2 separate regions of the Mus musculus genome follow, and region 1 is linked to region 2. A link is a contact called in public HiChIP or PLAC-seq data. All regions are on one chromosome and are shown on one strand. The core of a region is the stretch at or near the end of the contact, and the rest is flanking DNA. Distances in the headings are between cores, read along the strand shown.

Evidence for each region. HiChIP or PLAC-seq counts read pairs in DNA pulled down with a chosen protein or histone mark.
Region 1: a contact with region 2 is called in a FOXA1 HiChIP or PLAC-seq map of pancreatic cancer cells. The contact joins the promoter of Slc37a3 here to the promoter of Klrg2 in region 2. A contact is called at or near these places in 1 of 39 promoter capture datasets (liver) and 2 of 115 datasets of contacts at active chromatin or transcription factors (bone marrow-derived macrophages and pancreatic cancer cells).

The regions. Positions count from the first base shown.
Region 1 is chr6:39,372,240-39,378,995 of GRCm38.p6, forward strand. It overlaps Slc37a3 (solute carrier family 37 (glycerol-3-phosphate transporter), member 3), which reads right to left and starts at 5,468. Exons shown (of 15, transcript NM_028123.3): 1 at 5,380-5,468.
Region 2 is chr6:38,634,313-38,640,490 of GRCm38.p6, forward strand. It overlaps Klrg2 (killer cell lectin-like receptor subfamily G, member 2), which reads right to left and starts at 2,927. Exons shown (of 5, transcript NM_001033171.2): 1 at 2,064-2,927. The coding sequence starts at 2,754.

The DNA.
Region 1 (6,756 bases), core at 4,218-6,717, 740 kb after region 2:
AAATCAATGGGTCCTGCCCACCTTGTACCCAGGGCAGCTCTCACCTATTTCCTGCCCACCTTGTACCCAGGGCAGCTCTCACCCATTTCCCTCTGAAACTCTTGCTACCCACTACCAGAACTGGCCCTCCACACTGGAAGCTGCTGTTCCACAGGCCCTTCCTCTTTGCTTTCAGAGCTTTTGAGCAACCAACCAGAAGAGGAAAGAGTCCTCTCTTTTTTTTTTGGGGGGGGGGGGATAGGGGAGGGTTGAGACAGGGTTTCTTTGTGTAGCCCTGGCTGTCCTGGAACTCACTTTGTAGACCAGGCTAGCCTTGAACTCAGAAATCCACCTGCCTCTGCCTCCCAAGTGCTGGGATTAAAGGCGTGTGCTACCACCACCCAGCAAGAGTCCCCTCTTAAGACCCTTCTTCAGTCCTGTCTTCTTCACTTGCCTTTTCCCTGTATCCCCAAGAAGCCTCACTCACTCCATGGGTGAAACTCAGGCCTGGAATCGCTCCTACCAGCATTCTAAACACCCTTGCCTTCCAGAGTGCTTGCGTTAGATACTTCACACTCCGACACTCATTTCCCCCAGCCAGGCTCCTCCCTTAGCCACACTTCCTTACCAGATTACATGCCATCTCCCCAGAGTCTTTTCTTCTCCCAGGCCTGGCCCGCTTCCTTCCCTGTATCCTCACAGCTGAATTCTGTCAGAGAAAAATCACACAACCGGGCTGACTTCAGATTCAAACCACAAACCTCAAAGGGCAAGCACCACTGCCCGGCAAGCCTCCCACACTTCCCTAACGGCTCTGCCTTCTCAGCCTGTGAAGCAGAGCTTTCTCTCTTCCCTTCTAAACTCCAGTATCTTTCCCTGCTGTCACCCAGGCCTGTGGCTTTACACCAAAGCCTTCCAGGTTTATGCCACTAACCAACTGACTGCATGATTAGCCCTCCACAGATCCATTTCCTCCAAATCTATCTCCCCTGGGACTCCCCACCTCAGAAACAGCACCTCCATTCTTCTGTGGACAAAGTGAATAGGATTCTTTATTTTCTTTATGTCCCCCTTTCTCTGAGCTTCCACACCCAGCCCATTACTAAATACCTTTTTACCTCTGAACTTAATCCCCCTGTCTCCGCCCTAAGAAGACCTGCCCTGATCTACCACCTGTCTGCTGTAACAGGATTCTTCTCCCTATATGACCTCACTCACAAATAATTCCTCACACATTAGCAAAAGTACATTTTACAACACCGATCGTACCATCAGGCAGGGTGGAACACATGTAAACACAGCACTTAGGAGCCTGAGGCAAGATTATTGATTTTTAAGGTCAGCCTGAGCTACACAAAAGGACTCTTATCCCCAAAACACATAAATCAAGGGCTAGAATCCAACATAATGGTAGTATGCTGACCTAGTGACACACACCCCATTTATCTCTAGCACCCCCTCCTCCCTAAAAAAGATGGGTGGTAAATCAACCTCTGTTTAAAACCTGTGATGGCTTTCCAAGAGACATTAAAAAACCAAACTCTGTGCAGAGCCTTCTCAGCCTGTCTGTCTTTGTCCCTTGAAGGAAATGAGTCTGATTCCGGGATAGGGAACAGCTGGGGATGGTAGGAGTCTGCCTGAGCTGGAAAGGCTGAGGGTTGGTAATAAACAAGCCAGGCAGCTGTGTTAGCTGTCCCATCATGTGACAAATGCCTGATGCAAATGAACTAAGAGAAGAATATATATTGGCTCACAGCTTCAGAGACATCAGTCCGTACTTGGTTGTACGGACTCTGGGCCTATGACCGGCCGGTGTTCTGGATGAAAGGTGGGTAAAGATGCTCACTTCACGGCAGCCGAGGAAACAAACGGAGCAACAAAGGGCAGGCAAGGGCAGGCCCATCACCTCCTAACAGCCTGTGTAGTATGAACTCATCAGTAGCTTCGCCCACTGATGAAGTTAGCATTCTAGTGATCCAATCACACACAACAGCAAAATGAGCTTTGCAGGATGACGCCTCCCATCCAAACTACACAGCAGAAGATCAGAAGGTATAGAACAGCAGACAGTGAGGACGAAGCCTCCCTCTGTCTCCAGGTACCTTGTCTGAGCAGTTCCTTTCCTGTCTTGGGGATTCTTCTGCATCTCCCCATCCACCACAGGCAGAGCCCCTTCATGCCTCCGAGCACAGAACACACAATGTGGTACTTTTTCTTCTTCTCTGCGGCAGTGTGCTGATTCACCCACCTCTGCTTCTTCAGAGGCACTTTCTCGGCACCTGCCACCTGCTGCTTCTAGGCATGTGCAGTTGCCATTATGTGAACATTACGTCACCAGTCCCATCCTGGGCAGCTGAGTTCCCAGTCCTCTGTCAGGCCATAATCTACTCTTTGTCCCCTTCCCTCCACTCCGTCCCTCTACCTGCACCCATCTCTAATCCCTGAGCCTGCCAAGCCTTCTCCTCTAGGCCTGTGTGCATCTCCTCTTGGTTCTTTGCAATAGCTTGCTCCTCCCTTTCTTGGCTCATTTCTCAGATGTCACCTCCCTAAGTAGCTGCCCAGACAACTCATCAAATATAGTTCCCCTTGGGGCCAGGTATGTGGTGATGAACATTTTAATCCCACAAGAGTGAGCAGAACTGAGTGTATTTGACAAGGTCAGCCTGCTCTACAAAGCAAGTTATAGGCCTGTCAAGGCTTCACAGTGAGACCCTTTCTTAGATAGACAGACAGACAGAATGTTCCATTAACAGGATACTGTGTCACACTGACCCACCTGGAAGTAAGAAGACTGTTTGAGGGCTGGCGAGATGGCTCAGCGGGTAAGAGCACCGACTGCTCTTCAGAAGGTCCTGAGTTCAAATCCCAGCAACCACATGGTGGCTCACAACCACTCGAAATGAGATCTGATGCCCTCTTCTGGTGTGTCTGAAGACAACTACAGTGTACTTACATAAGAAGAAGAAGATGACGACGACTGTTTGAGCACCCAAATAGAGAGAGCACTTGCCTGCATACAAATGTAAAAGCCCTGGGTTCAAGTCCCAGTACAAATAAATAAATTCTATTCCCCATTTCTGTTTCTTTAACGATTTGCATGTTTATTGTTCATCTATAAACCCCATTTTAAAAACCAGTGGCTTTCTCTGTTCTAAGTCCACAGTGTCCCCAGAGCTCTTGGACAGAGGGAAAAAAAAACCTTTGTCAATGATTTATTTAGTTGAATGCCTATAAGGCACCAGGAAACTGATAGGTACTTTGCAAATATAGTCATAGTCAGCTCTCTGCATATTTTTCAGATGTGTAAATGGAAAAGAGAAAACACCTCAGGCTTTGTAAAACCTGATAATTAGAATTACCTCTTGAATTACAGCTTAATCTCTCTGGTATGTAGTTTGGGATGGGAAAAGTCCAACTTATAAACAAATGTGGCTCCCTAACATCCTCAAATGTACAGAGCTGGCAATCATCTGGCTCCCAAGGGTCTGATTTTTACATGTACGAAGTAAAAGGATAACCTGTACTCAGAGTGCTGGTCTGTAGGCAAGCACTTGACCGCTGGGTGAGTCTGGCCCTTTCACAGTTCTGCATACGCTGGCTATCACTTGTGTGCCAACCAACGCTCACACATACACAGTATCTTTCTGATCTCTCATCATCTAACTAGAAGCTATTCACTGATACCAGATACATCTTTTCTCTTTCCAAGACTCGAGTCTTCCCAGGTGTATACTCCTATAATCCCAGCAGGGAGATTCCAAATGTGAGAGAATATGAGGCCAGCCTAGATTACAGAGCTGCAAAGCACACATTCATTTGAGAGCCTGCTTTAAAAGCATGGTCTAGCCGGGCAGTGGTAGTGCATGCCTTTAAGCCCAGCACTTGGGAAGCAGAGGCAGGTGGATTTCTGAATTCGAGACCAGCCTGGTCTACAGAGTTTCAGGACAGCCAGAGCTATATAGAGAAACCCTGTCTCAAAAACAAAACAAAACAACAAAAAACGCATGGTCTAGTTCAGTGGTAGAGTGCTTGACCAGCACCCATGGCACCTGACTACCAACCCTAGCACTCCAGAGACAGGAAGATTAGAAGGTCAAGGACATCTTCAGTTACACAGGGAGATGGTGATTACCTGGACTATTCGACACTTGTCCGTGCACTTGCTCGCTCTCTCTCTCTCTCTCTCTCTCTCTCTCTCTCACACACACACACACACACACACACACACACTTTTTCTTAAAACTGCCGCATTACCACAGATGTTAAGGACTTAGCTAGCTGTTTCAGGGTTCCTAAAACCACATCCATTTATACCAGGGTTCCTAAGGCCAACTTCTCCCTATTTTCTTTCAAAGACAACTACTTTCTCCTCTGCCCTTCAGACAAAGCCCTAATCGTGCCAGTTATCACTGCAACAACAGCATGTCATCCTCACTTGAGGACCAGGCACTCATCCAAAACCTTAAACAATGAGCACTGAACTGCTCCTGAAAAACAGAGAACTCTGACACTAAAGGTCAAGTCCATTTACTTCACTTCTTTCCTCACTTAAGGATTAAATGAAAGGATTTACTGTGTGTTTAGGGCAGACTCTGTTTTACTTACAAGGAACATCTGGCAAGTGGCAAAAGAATAATTCAACTACCACAGTAGTCGAGGTGTTCTCTTCATCAGTGATTGTTTCGTAAACAGAAATGTGAGTGAAGACATCAAGCAATGGCTAAAGAGGCTCGCCCTGGCAACTAGGTATCCTCTAAACATTTCAGTAAAATATCACGGCATCGCTTAACATATTGCAGAAAATGTTAAAAGTGGACACATCCCCATTGTCTTATCAAAATTAAGAACAGGCCACACTCTACAAATAAGAACAACCAAAGTCTGACATTCGAATAAGAAGCAGAGCCGAATTCCCTGAGGTCGTGGCAGTTACTCGAAAACAAACCCCTAGTTTTTCCACGAAGTCAATTCTCCCTCTGACCTCCGTGCATCCTATCCAAACGCCTCCCACCCTACCTGAAACGTGGCCCTCCTCTTGCTAAACCATGAACCCTTTCCTTGGGTTTCATTTTCTTCCGTTCAAACGTCCCATGAGCCAAGATCGGTGGGCCGAGGGGAACAAGTACCCCCTACCCGGGAGGTCTGCGTGGGCTGGGCTGGGCCACCTTCCCTCTCTGGTGTCTGGTGTCCTCCTCCCTCTGCGGTGCACACAGCCTCGGGACTGCACAGCGGCAGCACCAGGAGCTCCGGTGGGGTCCCGGTGGGGGTCTGGTGGGGGCCAGCTGCCAGCGGCGCCCGAGCCGCCACACCCACCAGCTGTCCGCGCTTCCCACGCCCGAAGCCCACCGCGCGCCCAACCCGGCCAGGACCCCAAGCACCCGAGCGCACGCAGGCTCGCACCTGAGACCCGCCGAAGAACCCGCTCCGCTAGACTCCGCTCCCGCCGCCCCCGCCGCCACCTCACCCAGCGGGATGTGGCCAGAGCTTCCGGACGCTCACGTGACCTCGGGGACAGGTGCATGCCGGGAGCTGTAGTCCGCCAGTGCCGCTTTACCTGCGAGCTGTAAAGTCCACTGGTTGGGTTTAACTGAGCTCCTGCAGGAAGGGACTAGGTCCAGAAATGTTAGCGGAGAAAAGCAACGAGTGAGAGATATCATTTGAGAAGAACCGATAGGCTGACCATTTTTTCAAGAGGAGGCGTTATTCTGTTTTAGACTCTTGTTTAATTAAATGCAGTTGTCCATATAGGTAGGAATAGTCATTCACCTGTTTGTATTCACAGCTCTGCACCCCATTGCCATTGCACCAAAATAAATAGTTCGTATTAAGATCCCCAGCAGCGTAGCTGGAAAGATGATTAAATACATACATATGTACGTACATACATACATCTGTGCATTTTTTTTTTTAAAAAAGATTTATTTATTTATTATATGTAAGTACACTGTAGCTGTCTTCAGACACTCCAGAAGAGGGCGTCAGATCTTGTTACAGATGGTTGTGAGCCACCATGTGGTTGCTGGGATTTGAACTCTGGACTTCGGAAGAGCAGTCGGGTGCTCTTACCACTGAGCCATCTCACCAGCCCACATCTGTGCATTTTTAAAAATGGAACTGTAGAGGGCTGGTGAGATGGCTCAGTGGGTAAGAACTGCTCTTCTGAAGGTCCGAAGTTCAAATCCCAGCAACCACATGGTGGCTCACACCATCAGTAATGAGATCTGACTCCCTCTTCTGGAGTGTCTGAAGACAGCTACAGTGTAATTACATATAATAAAAATAAATAAATCATTTTTTAAAAAATGGAACTGGAGAGACGGCTCAGCAGTTAAGAGCAGTGACTGCCCATCTAGGAGACTTAGATTTGGTTCCATGGTGACTCACACTCTAGTTCCAGAGGACCTGACACCCTCATCTGGCCTCCGTGAACATGACACACACAGAGACATACAAAAACACATAAATAAAAATAGAAAGGGGGAGAGGAAGACGTGGAGGAGGAGAAAGAGGAGAGAAGGAAGATTCCCGTGCTACCACCCAGTTTCCTCTTTCAGGGCATCCAAGGCCAGGTAGTAAGAACGCTTCCACCCGGCGCACGCCTTTAGTCCCAGCACTCGGGAGGCAGAGGCAGTCGGATTTCTGAGTTCGAGGCCAGCCTGGTCTACAAAAGGCACTCCTGGACCTGGGTTCATTTCACAGTTAATCTTATGTCTTCGGTGACATCCACCAAACTCTTCTTGACTTACAGACCAGCTTTTAGCTAAACTTTACTAAAAC
Region 2 (6,178 bases), core at 1,677-4,176:
ACTCGGAAGAATTCCTCATCCAAGCAGGATCTTGCACCTTATTATTATCTCTCTAACTCTCTATATAATATATATTAATATATATTAATATATTAATAATATATATACTATAATATATGTATATTATAATATATAATCTCTCTAACAAGGTTTCCTTTTTGGACAGGCATATGGCCCACCATCCAGATACCCATCAGAATGGTGGGAGAGATCTCCATCCTTCAGCTAGCTTAGTTGTACCCGGCCCGTGGTCCTGCCCACTGCTCTGCCTCCTGATCCTGCCCTCTGCCAGTGTTCCTGTCTCTTCTCAGCCTGGCGTTTGCCTCAGCCCTCCTCCGCAACACTGTAGGAGCTTAATTTCTAGAACAAACCCAACAATCCGACTCTTTAAAGGATCTGATGAAGGAGCTAGAGAAACGGCTCAGTGGTTAAGAGCACTGGTTGTTCGCAGCACCCACAATCTGGCTTCCAACTAACTGCCTTTACTTCCCGTTCTAGATCTAACACCTTCTTCTGGCCTCCAGGAATGGAAGTGGTATACAGACATACAAGCAGACACTCATACACATAAAATAAAAAATTTAAAAATATAAAACATAGATTAAAAAGCTATAGGCTGGTATAACATCTCCCTAAAGAGGAGCATGACATTATCCCTAGAACAGTGACAAAACTAGGGCCATTTGTCAAAGAGGAATTAAAGTTCAGATGGAGGTGAGGGTACTGCTCAGCTGGCCCTGAAATCGAGGCTGTCCTGGTCTCAGTGTAATCACGAGGGTCCTTACCTGAGAGGAGGGAGGCAAAGTGCCAGAGCAGACAGATCCCACCTAATACTACTTGGGATCAACAGTGAAGGATCTCTCACTGAGGTGAAGTAAGGGAATTGCCCCGGAGCCTCAGTGAGAGAAGCACTGCCCTGCTGATAGCATCTCCTTAGACTAGGGAGCCTGTGTCAGACCTCTGATGCAAGATACCAAGTTTGCATCAACTAGAGGCACCGAGCGAGCGTGTGGGAAACTTGCAATAGCAATGGCGAACCCATTCCACATTGCAGAAATCTGCTCACAGAGTTCTAAAAGTTTTTCGTGATCTCTGAGCTCCCCCCCCCCCCCCCAAGGACTCCTGGGTGCTCCCTACCGCTTAACTTTTCCACTGCCCCACGTTTGGGCAGTTTGCTTACTGGGCAAGGTTCTAGTCCCTTCAGGCTTCTCTGTTCTCTCAAGGCTAATATGAACCTCCGCCACCCACGACCTAGGGTGGCCCAGTAAACCAACCACAACAGAGCAATTCCTTACTCTAACTAACAACCTTTAGGGGGCTGTACTGGTTACTGTTTTGTCAACTTGGCACAAGCTAAGATTTTCTGGAAAGCGGAACCTCCCTTGAGAAAATGCACCCACCAGATTGGCAAGTACAGATTGTAGGCAAATCTGTAGGGCATTTTCTTAATTACTACGGGCGGGTGCAGGTGGGGTGGGTGGTACAAGAAAGAAAGCCGAGCAGAAAGCCAGTAAACAGCTTTCCTCCGTGGTTTTGCTACTGTTCCCCTGTTCCCGCCTCCAGGTTCCTGCTTTGGCTTCCCATGATGATAAACTATAACCTGTAAGGCAAATACAACCTTTCCTCCCCAAGTTGTTTTTGGTCAGCATTTTATCACAGTAAGAAAAAGTAAACCAACACAGGGGCTTTCTGCACTGCTAGACTTGCCTCTCCTTCACACGCAAAGCAAAACACATGCCATCTGGCGCGGGGCCAGCTCAGCGTGTGTGCTGATGGGTGACCCTCCTGAAGGCGGAAAGGAGCCCAGCCCTTGGAAGTGTACCCAGGCCACCACTGCCACGTGATTCTGAATCATCTCCCCTCACCTTACCCAGAGTTCTACTTCTCCAAGATGCTGCGCACACTAAGAAGGAAGGAAAGTTTCCGGGAGGAGGGCTAGGGGCAGGATCCTGGGTTGATTCTTATTAATTCTGAGACAGAAGCAGGATGGATTTGGGGGCAGCCAGATTGGCTTCTGGTTAGTCTAGTTCAGGGACCGGGCACGAGCACTTTTGAGCACTCACCTATGAGCGTGATGGCCCGCGGCAGTTTCTTGCCATCTATGCCTGCGCGCTGCAGCAGCGCGTCATCTTCTTTGGTCAGTCCGGGCTCGCGGCAGCGGCAGCGGCAGGCGGGCGAGCCCGGGGGGACCATGCAACCCTCAGCGGGGCTGACAGACTCGGTGGCGTTCGCGGCAAGCGGCGATCCTCGGCTCCACGTGGAGCCTGGTGACGGGGCGCGGGGCAGCCACTGGAGCGTGGGAGCGGAGCGGCGGGCGAAGGCTGGCGATTCGGGCACTGGCACGGTGAGAAAGCGCGTGGACGGCGCAGGCGAGGGCGCGCGACTAGCCCCAGCCGCGCCCACGGGCTTCACGCGCACGTCCACCTGCAGCTCCACGGGCGCCCAGGACGCGGGTGCGGGCTCTCCTGACGCCGTCCAGGGCTCCAGCTCCGCCTCTCCATCCCGGGGCTGCTCGGCCCACGAGGGGCTCGGAGACGGCAGCTCGCGGCTGCACGAGCCCAGGCGGCGGAAGGCGCCGTAGCCCAGACTGAGCGGCGGTACGCGAGGGGAACCGGACAGGGCTGGAGACGGAGACTTCTCCGGGAGCTCCTGGGGCTGCGCGTCCGGCTCCTCCCACCCGGTCCGCTCCGGCCTCGGGCTGTCTTCGGAGGCCCTGGGTTGGGGCGCCTCCGCCGGGACCTGCGGCGGCTCCATTCCCGAGCTTTCCGAGGGCTCCTCTGGGGACCCGGTCTCACCCTGGCCTCCTCTAGACGCTTCCCGGGTCCGCTCCGTCCTCCGCGCCGACTCGAGACTCGCCGTGCGAGCGTCGCGTTCTAGGCTGGGTCCCCAGAAGTTTCGGGTCGTTCACGTTGTCAACTAACAGCTTCACTAGAGGACCCTGTGTGATTGGCTGTGGCTATGGATTGGCCACACCCTCGGAACTCCAGCCTGGCCTTTCCGTGGCACCGGTTGCTGGGAGGACCCGGTTGAGCGAGTCACAGAGTGGGCGGTGGCTCTTAAGGCAGCACTGGGAACCCAGAGACTGGCAGATTCCTTCCTCTCCTTCATCCCGAGCCCCACCCGTTACCCCTGCTGGCTCTGTGCTGCGGGTGGATTCAGTTGTAGACTGAGTGGGAAGGGATTGGCTAAATCTGCGTGGATAAGGACTTCAGACATATCAGAACAAGGAAAAGTGATGGCGACAGGGTCACCGGTTGTGGTTTGGAAGCGAGTGAAAGGTTGAAGTCCTGATTCCAACTCTGGGAGCTTGACTACTTGTAGACTTAACACGGAGAACGAGGAATGAGCCAGACGCTTTGGTCCATGCCTGTAATCCCATCACTCTGGCAGCAGAGACATCTCTGTGAGTTTGAGGCCAGCCTGGTCTACATAGCAAGTTCAGACCAGCCTGAGTTTATAGTGAAACAAACAAAAATAAAAACGAAATAAAAAAATCAAGGAGAGAATGCTCATTTCCCCATGAAGTGTCATGTGCTCTACCAGCTTAGTGAGGTAGCATGATGGTTCGAAGACAGCTTTGTGGAGAGCTTTGTGGATTTTTCTGTTTGTCTTGATTTTTGTTGTTGTTGTTGTATTTTATTTTGTTTTGCCGTTTTGGTTTCATTTTGTTTTTTGAGACAATCTCTCTAGGTAGTCCTGGTTGTCTTAGAACTCGCTATGTAGATCAGGCTGTCCTGGAACTCACGGAGTTAAAAGCATGCTGAGATTAAAGGCATGCACCACTACACTTGGCTTGAATACAATTTTTGTTATTATAGACTTACTTGTAGTGTTGACATGTATGTAGCATATGCCTGCTTTTTGAAGCTCAGCTATTTTGAACCTCGAGTTGCAGGCATTTGTGAACTGCTGGATGTCGGTGTTGAGATTTGAACTTGATTTCTGATGATAGGGCAGCAAGTTCTTATTGACAAACATCTCTCCAGTTCCTAAATAGCCTTTTAAAATACAGATTTGTTAAGGTCCCTTCCGAACTTCCTGAGTCTGAAGAGGCATGAGGCCACTACTGTTTTTAACCAGTACTCCAGGGTAGGGCTAGCAGATAAAAGAGGTAGTTTAAAGCAGAGGCAGTTGAGTTTGAGGTCAGCCTGGTCTACAGAGCAAGTTCCAGGACACCTGGGACTGCACAGAGAAACCCTGTCTTGAAAAACAACAGCTCGCCGGGCATGGTGGTGGACGCCTTTAATCCCAGCACTTGGGAGACAGAGGCAGGCGGATCTCTGAGTTTGAGGCCAGTCTGGTCTACAGAGTGAGTTCCAGGACAGCTAAGGCTACCTAGAGAAACCCTGTCTGGAAAACAAAATAAAACAAACAAAAACAAACAAACAAACAAACAAAAAAGAAAAACAACAGCAAAAAAGAACAACAACAAGGGGTAGTTCAATTCAGTCAAAGTCTGACTTCAGGTGAACAAGACATTCATTCTGGAGGTCACACTCAAGCCCTTGTGTTTGCACAACAGGCCCCTTACCAACTGAGCTGTCTTCTCCTAGTTCCATGAAAATGCATCTTAAAAGGCATGGGACTGTGATTATAGGTTGCCTGTAACCCCAGCACTTGGGACATCAGCAGCTCCAGACCATACATGATGATTTCCAAGCCAACCTGAGCTACAGGAGAGTCTCAAAAAACAAACAACAAAAACCCAGACTGAAAAAATGGTGGGGGGAATAGCTCAGTGATGGAGCTCACACCTGGCATAATCCCTAGCGCCCTTTGTCACCATCAACCTTCTCTTAACAGAACTGTCCCACCCTCAGTCCATGTCCCTAGTGCATTTTAAACCTCTGCTCTTTCTACCTTTCCTTTTTTTCGAGACAGGGTTTCTCTGTGTAGTCCTGGCTGTCCTGGAACTCACTCTGTAGACCAGGCTGGCCTAGAAATCAGAAATCTGCCTGCCCCTGTCTGCCTCCCAAGTGCTGAGATTAAAGGCGAGCACCACCACTGCCAGGCTAGAATTTTTCTTTTCTTTTTTCTTTCCTTTCCTTTCCTTTCCTTTCCTTTCCTTTCCTTTCCTTTCCTTTCCTTTCCTTTCCTTTCCTTTCCTTTCCTTTCTTTTCTTTTCTTTTCTTTTTTTTGAGACAGGGTTTCTCTGTGTAGCCCTGGCTGTCCTGGAATTCACTCTGTAGACCAGGCTGGCCTCGAACTCAGAAATCCGCCTGCCTCTGCCTCCCAAGTGCTGGGATTAAAGGCATGCGCCACCACGCCCGGCCCAACATCTTCCTTGTAGGGAGCAGGCACCCTTGTCACCAAGTCCAGCAGGTGCTCTTCTTTGTATGGTGGCCCCTGGAGCCTTTGACGGTTCGACATGGCCCTTTTCTCACTCTCTTCCTGTTTTGTTTTGTTGTTACTTGTTTTAGAGTTTCCCAGCAACCCAGGTTCTCCCAAACCTGGAGATGAAGCGGATGGAGATGGCTTTAAACTCCTGATTCTCCTGCCTCCACCTCTGAGCACTGGGACTGCAGGCATGCACCAACATACCTGAGTACTTTTCTTGCCTTAGAGTCCCTCTCACCCACACTTTCCCCAACACCAAAGCTGACTGGCTTTCCTCCTTCCCTTAGGCTCTGCTGTCTCAGGTCTGCTGTCTTCAGCTTCTCCCCATTTTCATTATTTCAGGGGGAAATGTTTCCCACCCGATACAGGTTTATATATCAAAGTCTTCCTTCAGCTAGAAACAGAGTCACTGAGGAGGTAATTCGTTGAGAGAAGGTTACACTAACCCAATGTAGCTTGTGTCTCTAGAAAAAGAAGACATTGAGAGACCTGTGCACAGAGAAAATGCCAGAACTTGAAGGCGGGGATCAGGATAATGCATCCAGAAGCCAAACAAACAAAAACACTAAGGAAATCATGAGGGATGTCAGCAAGCTCTGAGAAGCCAGGAAAAAGGGAAAGAATAGATGCTCTCCTAAGGAACTGGCCCTCCAGACACCTTGATCTTGAATTTCTGGTCTCCAGAATTGAGGGGGTAATTGACCGCACTCAGCCTGTGGGACTTTACCCTAGCAGCTCTTCCCACCTAGTAAGCTGGCTTCCTGGGAGGGCTCTGCCATCCTGGGTGGTCAACTCAGCATGTTTGTGACGGCCTCAGTGGCAAGTGAGGTGTTCCTTTTAG